Regions from separate parts of the Xenopus tropicalis genome. Here region 1 is linked to region 2. Evidence: chromatin contacts called from public Hi-C data. All regions are on one chromosome and are shown on one strand. Each heading gives the region's core, a stretch centred on a gene start, on an enhancer-like site or on the middle of the called end of the contact. The rest is flanking DNA. Distances are from core to core; before and after follow the strand shown.

The links. A called contact is a pair of places that touch in the nucleus more often than the background predicts.
Region 1: a contact with region 2 is called in a Hi-C map of neurula embryo, with 3 times the contacts expected there. The contact joins the enhancer-like site here to the promoter of fgfr4 in region 2. A contact is called at or near these places in 3 of 5 Hi-C or Micro-C datasets (gastrula embryo, neurula embryo and tailbud embryo).

Annotation. Positions count from the first base shown.
Region 1 is chr3:46,386,002-46,389,509 of UCB_Xtro_10.0, reverse strand. No RefSeq gene overlaps it. Among named protein-coding and RNA genes, the nearest start is that of znf346, 36 kb to the left of the region's middle. Within about 2 kb of position 1,424, at least 3 of the 11 cell types and tissues checked have an H3K27ac peak or open chromatin away from gene starts, as enhancers often do. A contact at or near this core is called in neurula embryo, where this site is marked.
Region 2 is chr3:46,331,279-46,334,674 of UCB_Xtro_10.0, reverse strand. fgfr4 (fibroblast growth factor receptor 4) reads left to right here and starts at 1,635. Exons shown (of 18, transcript NM_001016323.1): 1 at 1,635-2,001.

The DNA.
Region 1 (3,508 bases), core at 175-2,674, 55 kb before region 2:
ATATTGGTGGGTAGGCACCATCTCAGTGCATTGTGCCTGATTCTGAGCTTTTAGAAAAAGCCATCGCTACACATTAGAATTGCTTTCAGGTAACCTATTGTTTCTCCTACTCCCATGTAACTGGAGGAGTCCCAAGCCATACTTGGATTCCTTACTATTGAGTGCTATTCTGAGATCTACTGGGAGCTGCTATCTTGCTACCTTCCCATTGTTTTGCTGATAGGTTGCTAGGTGGGAAAGGGAGGGGGGTGATATCACCTGGACCCTGTAGTCCAGGCCACCCTGTCCCCCTGCAACCATGGGGTCTGCCTTCTTTATAGCCACATTGAAACTTTGCTTGCTTGTGTACCTGCACGGGCACTCACAGGCTCACACAAGCAGTTAGACCAAGCATTTTCTCTTCCATCTGAAAATTGTTCCCATTCAAGTTATAGAGGCACAAGAGGGTATCAGGCCTTCATTTTTCTGAAATAATGGGCAAACATTACGCCATTACCTTAACTGTAAGTGCCAAGAGCCTTTTGTATTAATTATACAAAATGAGTGCATTCTAAAGTATTTGGTTGTGTAATGACTCTCTGGATGACATGGATGCCCTGTGCAAAGCTGGATTGGGAAAGCTGCATGGCGGTGTTGTTGGAAGAACTCATGGAGGAAGGACCTCTCCTACACCTCCCACTAAGGAGCACAGCCGCTGAAGATGGAAACAGGGCTGGGACCAAGTGGAGGAGTGGCAGGAGTGCCGAACCAGGCATCAGAGCAGAGTCGGAAGGCAAACGGATAGTCAGGCAGGCGAGAGGTCGGTACAGGCAGCAGAAATCGCCAGTGATCCTAGGCCCCTGGCGCCAGGACGCACGCTGGCGTCAGAGCGTGAATTGAATTGTTTAAAACAATTCAAAATGTTTAATGCCTTGATGCACAGAACATTTGGAATCTGCGCCTGGGCTTTGTCTAGTATTGTACAGACACTGTTATGGTAGATTCTTCCCTGCAAGAACTTCTTATTAGACAGATATACAATTTATCACAGTCACAGTCACATTGGTGTTTGTGCCATTTATAGTATTTCTTGAGCATTTTGGTATTTGTGATTATTTATATAAAATAAAAAAAAATTATCTTATATATGATATTTTATACAGGCCCATTGGTGTTTGTGCCATTTATAGTATTTCTTAAGCATTTTTGTATTTGTGATTATTTATATAAAATAAAAAACGTCATCATATAGGATATTATATACAGGCCCTGAGTGGCAAACTGTGGGTTCTGGCAAATGCCAGAGGGTTCTAACACAGAACCCCTAGGCGCTGCCCTCCCTCCCTCTCATCCTCTCTCCAGGGCACTTATGTCAGCCACACCAAGAGAAGCAGATAAGACTGTTGAGCATGCAAACATTCCCTATCAGTGCCGGACTCTGGTATCAGGGTGTTGGGATAACTGTATCCTGAAGGGGCAGAGCTGGGAGACAGCAAGTCAAAAACAGAGGGGGGTGATTTATAGGGTCCTGTTTTCATTATTTCACCTTTGATCTCTGACTGTCCAGGGGGGTCCTGGGAATTAATCACTGAGGATAAGATAACACTGTTGAATCCAAGCATCTGGAAGCCTGGGATACTGTGATGTTGGGGAGGGGATAAAGAAAGCCCAAATAAAGGCATTCATCATACTGCACAAATAGTGATTTTCTTTTCTTTGATGATAGCTCTGTAGAGGAGAAATAGGCTAGAACTTACTCTAGAGAAAGCTGCTGGCTTTTTTCACAAAAAAAACAATACTGCTGTTACAGGTCCACTTTGCTAATGCCCAGGGTAACATTTGCTCATTCTAATGTTTTCACTTTTGTTGTATATGTGGTAGTTTTCTTTAATAAATAACCTATCCAGGGATTAGCAATAGTCTAAAATGTACTGTTAATCTTTGCTTCAAGGCTTATCTGAGCTAACAAAGTTAAGTGGACACACGTGCTGCATTTTGGGCTAATCTTATGGTTTAAATATACAGTCTTCATTTTTCTAAACAAATGTGGTACTCCATGTGGCTTTGAAGAAATTAAAAAAAATGTGCTTATACCATCTGCCTATATCTATCTATCTATCTATCTAATCTATCATCTGTATATATCTATATCTATCACAAGCGCAGTGTGGAAAGTGCGATTTGGGACACAACCCAGTATGTTTTTTTTTTTTACACACAATGCAGCATTTTTACCATAGTGGCTGCTTAAGGGCTCTGACACAGGGGGAGATTAGTCGCCCGCGAACAGGGAGTTTTGTCGCCCCGAGTTGCCATCACCTGCCATCCCACCGGCGAAAATGTAAGTCGCCAGTGGGATGGCAAGGTAACTTCTTAATTACAGAAATAAAACATTCACAATGTATAAAGTCCTTTGCTGAAACCTCATACCCATAGTTTAGCATTTGAACACAGTTTTTGTTTTTTTTCTCCGGAATTCTATCTGTGAGTCTAGAGTTAACACTGTGAAAATAATACAAGGTAATAAGGTTTGTTTGTGGTGGGCCAGGGGTTGTTTCCGATTATGAAATGTGAAAGAGGAGGCTGGCTGCAGTAAGGAAATAGTGCTGCAAGAGTCATGTTGTATGTAGGGCTTCACTGGGTTTCAGAAGGAAGGACAAGGCATGCAGTGTTCACTAGTCCCCGGCCAGTTTCCAAAAGAAACACAGTTGACTGCAGTCCGGCTCCAGGCTGCTGTACTGTACACATGGCACCTTCCTCCCGCCAGGAACACATTCCCACTGTACCTTTTAATAGGCTTTTAATTCCCATAAGCATGGAAGGGGGAGGGAAGAGGGATCATTACATTAATAGGCTCTCAGTCTAAAAACAAACCACTGAGCTGTACTATTGCTGCTGTGCTCTGGTTAAGAGAGATTTTCCACTCGTATAAATACTGCTGTGCTCTGTCTGTCCTTGCTGCTCCTACATGGGTTAAGGGAAGCACTTTATAGAACAAAAAGGTGGAGTATTTTGTGTCATCAACTTGCATTTCTTTTTATTTAAAGTGGTTAGCAAAATGCCTTTCATATCAACAACCCTCTCAATCTGTTCCAGGCATTTTCAGCCAGTTGCCATGTGTTGATAAACAACAGTTGTACAGTTTAGCAATGCACAGAGGCATATTTACTGTGCAAGATGCAAAAAACGATCAAACTTTGGCAGTTTTTGCACCTTTGTTAGGCACTACACCCATATGGAACATGCTGTTAGAACTTATGACAACCATTTAAAGGGAACACATATGGGTGTCAACATGCAACATGCAATTCAAACCCTCTGCTTGCTTATCACTCTTGATGCACAAGAAGGAGCAGCCTCAGTCGCAGGTATATTCTCAGGCATGAACTTAACTCCTGCTCATGGTTTAGGCAGTACAAGCCTTCCTGTGTCACTGCTGCACTCTGCATTTTTATGCTGGATTTTTAATCCACCCAGAACGTTGCTAAAATGAAATTTTTTTTTTTTCCATTTCAGTTAAAAAAAAAAA
Region 2 (3,396 bases), core at 386-2,885:
GATTTTAGCGGCACTCTGCCCAAAAACTGTTTTGTTTCTTGCACAGTGAAAGAAAATATTATAAGCAACATTGTTTAAACCATTGAAAAAATGGTTTAAAATGATTAAAAACCATTGAAATATGTAATTAATTTATACTGGAAAGTTGCACACACATATGTATACATTTTACTGAGAAACAGGAGACAGGTACACTCCTATGGGACAGAAGGAGTGGCATTTAATAAATGGTTGGTTACATATATTTAACTCCAGGCACCAAAAGTTTTAAGACAACACCAACACACCTACTTTGCATAACAACTTGATGAATTTTTCTAGAGTGTTTTGAGTGTGAATAGTATAAAGATTCACCCTTCATTATCTAATCAAAACTCCTATTCAGCCAAGCCCTATCTTGGAAGGTGAGGGTGTAGAGACAGGGCTGCAGGGGGTAGAGGTAATTGTGTGTTATCTTTTCACAAGCATATTCTGTCTGTTTTAGCCAAACACCTAATTAACTTCAATGCACTTCAAAAAAGGGAGAGGGAGAAATGTGATTGAATAAATTGAGGCACTGTATGCTGAATAGGGGCTTAAAAAGAAAGGAATTTCTCCAGAATTCCACTGGAATTTCTTTTACTCCAGTAGATACAAAACGAGAAATTCCTTGTATGTAGCCTGAAAAAAATATGTGTGTGTTTTTTTATTTATTTTTTATATATTTGTAAACCCCTATTTGCTTTGGCTGTGATCTTAGAACTTTATTGTGATTGGTTTATGGCCCCTAATGCAGTACTCAGAATTGTGACTGACAGCCCTAAATCAAATTTAAGGCTATATTAAGTCTGAAGGATGTAAGTCTGCCCAGCTAAATAAGGGCTAATTTACACTGATTGGATCAAGCCAGAATAATGTTGCATCTGTCAGAATCACACTTTGTGACATAGGGTGTCAGGCTGCATTCTCTAGCCAAGAGGTTAGAATTAAGATCTATTGTAAGGGCAACTTTTGTATATATCGCAGTGATCAGTTTGTGGATTAGGATTATTGTAGTTACGTAGTACCAGCCAGCGACACTGACATTTACAATAATTTGTAACAGTGATTAAACAATTTGAGAAACACAGTTACAGAACATAGATAAGATCTGAGGGCCCTGGATAAGATTATTATTGAATTCTCGTTGGCCATAAATATTGACCATGGAATGTTCAAAAGTTTCATCCTATGGCTGCTCGGGCTTCTACTTACTGAGAATTAAAGTTTAGCAATAGCTATAGAGCCACAGGTTGGCCATCCCTAAATAACATCATTAGGCAGAAGAGAATCCAAAGCAAAGGGAGGAATCCCTGCTGGGAATGAGAAAGGGCAGAGCTGGGCAGCGCAGGGAGGCAGTTTAATCCTGCAACACAAAGCTGGGGGAGAAGTTAGCTAATTTGAGTGTGAAAGGGTGAGTAGGTGGGGGGGAGGGGAGAGAAACAGCCCAGAGGGAGGGGGAGCAGAGCCTGGGGGCGGTGTTACTGGTGGGATTCCCTGTAGCATTGCACCCTTTATAGTCCATTGTTCAAGGGAGGGGGAGAAGAGATCGCCTATTGAGTGTAACCTGAGTAACTTGTGCCAGTGCCTGAGTGTGAGAGGGAGCCAGCAGGGATATCGTACCCTATGCACTGGGCAGCTCGGCGGTAGCACCGTCCATGGTCTCAAACTTCCTACTGGCTGGGACCGAGCCGCACCGTCCTAGATGGCAAGTTGCACAGGAGCCACGCTGGGCTAGTGTTTCGCGGGAGCGGGCTATCGTGGGCGAGTCTGGATCCCCTGTGTGGATTAATATTTGGGGCTAAGGATGCTGAGTGACTGAAGAAAAGGCTTTGGCGCAGCTGCGCTTTTTGTTGGAATATTTGCCTTTGGTTCGGCGCTTTGGGGATTATTAGTGCCGTCGGGGAACGGAGCCGATCGCGGACTTCTTATGAATGGGGAGCCCCAGTAACCCTCTCACTGCAGCCCGGAGATCTGTCGCAGGTACAGTATGGAGGGGGCGTGGGGCTGTGCGGCTGGGTTACACGTTACTATACCTTACTATAGGCACTGGGCAAGGCTCCTACTGTTGGTGGGATCTGATACATACACATATTCTATGGTTATTATAGTAAGGGCTAAGCAGTGCCTGTATGGAAAGCGCTGGGGGTCACACGTGTGTAGCGGTGTTGTTATTGCTCCCCCCCCCCCACCCATGGGCACCCAGTGCCAGCAGCATGGCCAACTAGCTGGGCACCCCCTGCTCTCCCAGCACCCCCGGTATAGGAATTGTAATTGAACAACAGCTGGGGGGCCGCCACTTTCTAGCCTCTCGTATTGAATGAAGGTCCCATTCATTGGAGCTGCTCTTGCATTTTGATTTGTGTTTTACCCGAAGCTGCTTTTGTGCAGAGCTTTTTTGTGTTTGTGTGAAGTCCCCTTTGTGTGGCTCGGATTTAATGGAGGGGCAATATAAATGTCACTGGGTGGAATTGGTGATTTATTGGCTCTCTGTGGAGCCCCAAGCTCCAAGCATCTCACACACTGCCTGGTCTATTATATTGTGCCTGATCTGGGGTATTGGGGCTCAGTTTTTTTCCCTGTGGACTTAGATTTGTAGCTAAAGCTTAATCACAGTTTGGAGATTGCTAAGTAAACAACTTAAGGTGCCCAGGGACTTTGTTTCAGTCTTATATACATTGGTTGAATAGATTTAGCTTGTGGTTTATGTGTTTTGACTTTAGTGGTGCCCAGCTAGCATGCTGGGAGTTGTATTCCCATAACACATCGAAAGCTGCAAACCCATGCCGCCTTTAGATGGGTAGTTCTATCATTTTTATTCATATGGTGAGAACAAAATATTTCATGTACTTTGTTCCCGAAGAATAAAGTAGATTTTGTTAACTGACTTTGCAAGGTGACAGTCGAGTCATAACAATGCAGTGTGTAGATGCAACTAGGAGTGACTTGTTGCACAGTGCGTGATTAATAGTTCATATACTGGTCTGTATTGATCTGTACTATATTCTTACTGTATAGCACCGCACAAATTAATCAGGCACACTGTAAAAATTATAATGCACTTTTCACCGGGTTATCAAGATATTTCATTTTTGCTGATACAGTACTAAGATAGCAAGTCTCCATTTATTTTAAGAAAATGATAACCATGACCAAATCCCCACCCCTTGTATTAATGTAGTTATCCCTTGGCAGGAGTGGCATACATTGCTACAAATTGTGATCCATTTTCATCTTCTGAAGAGAGATGGGGGAAGTTCCTGATAAGGTGCAACTGTTTCCAAGAGATGTCTGAGGAATCTTCCATTAGTCAATTATCTTCTGGTTTAGCCATCTCTCTGTATTTCTATTGACTACTCTCTTATCTTCTGTGATTGC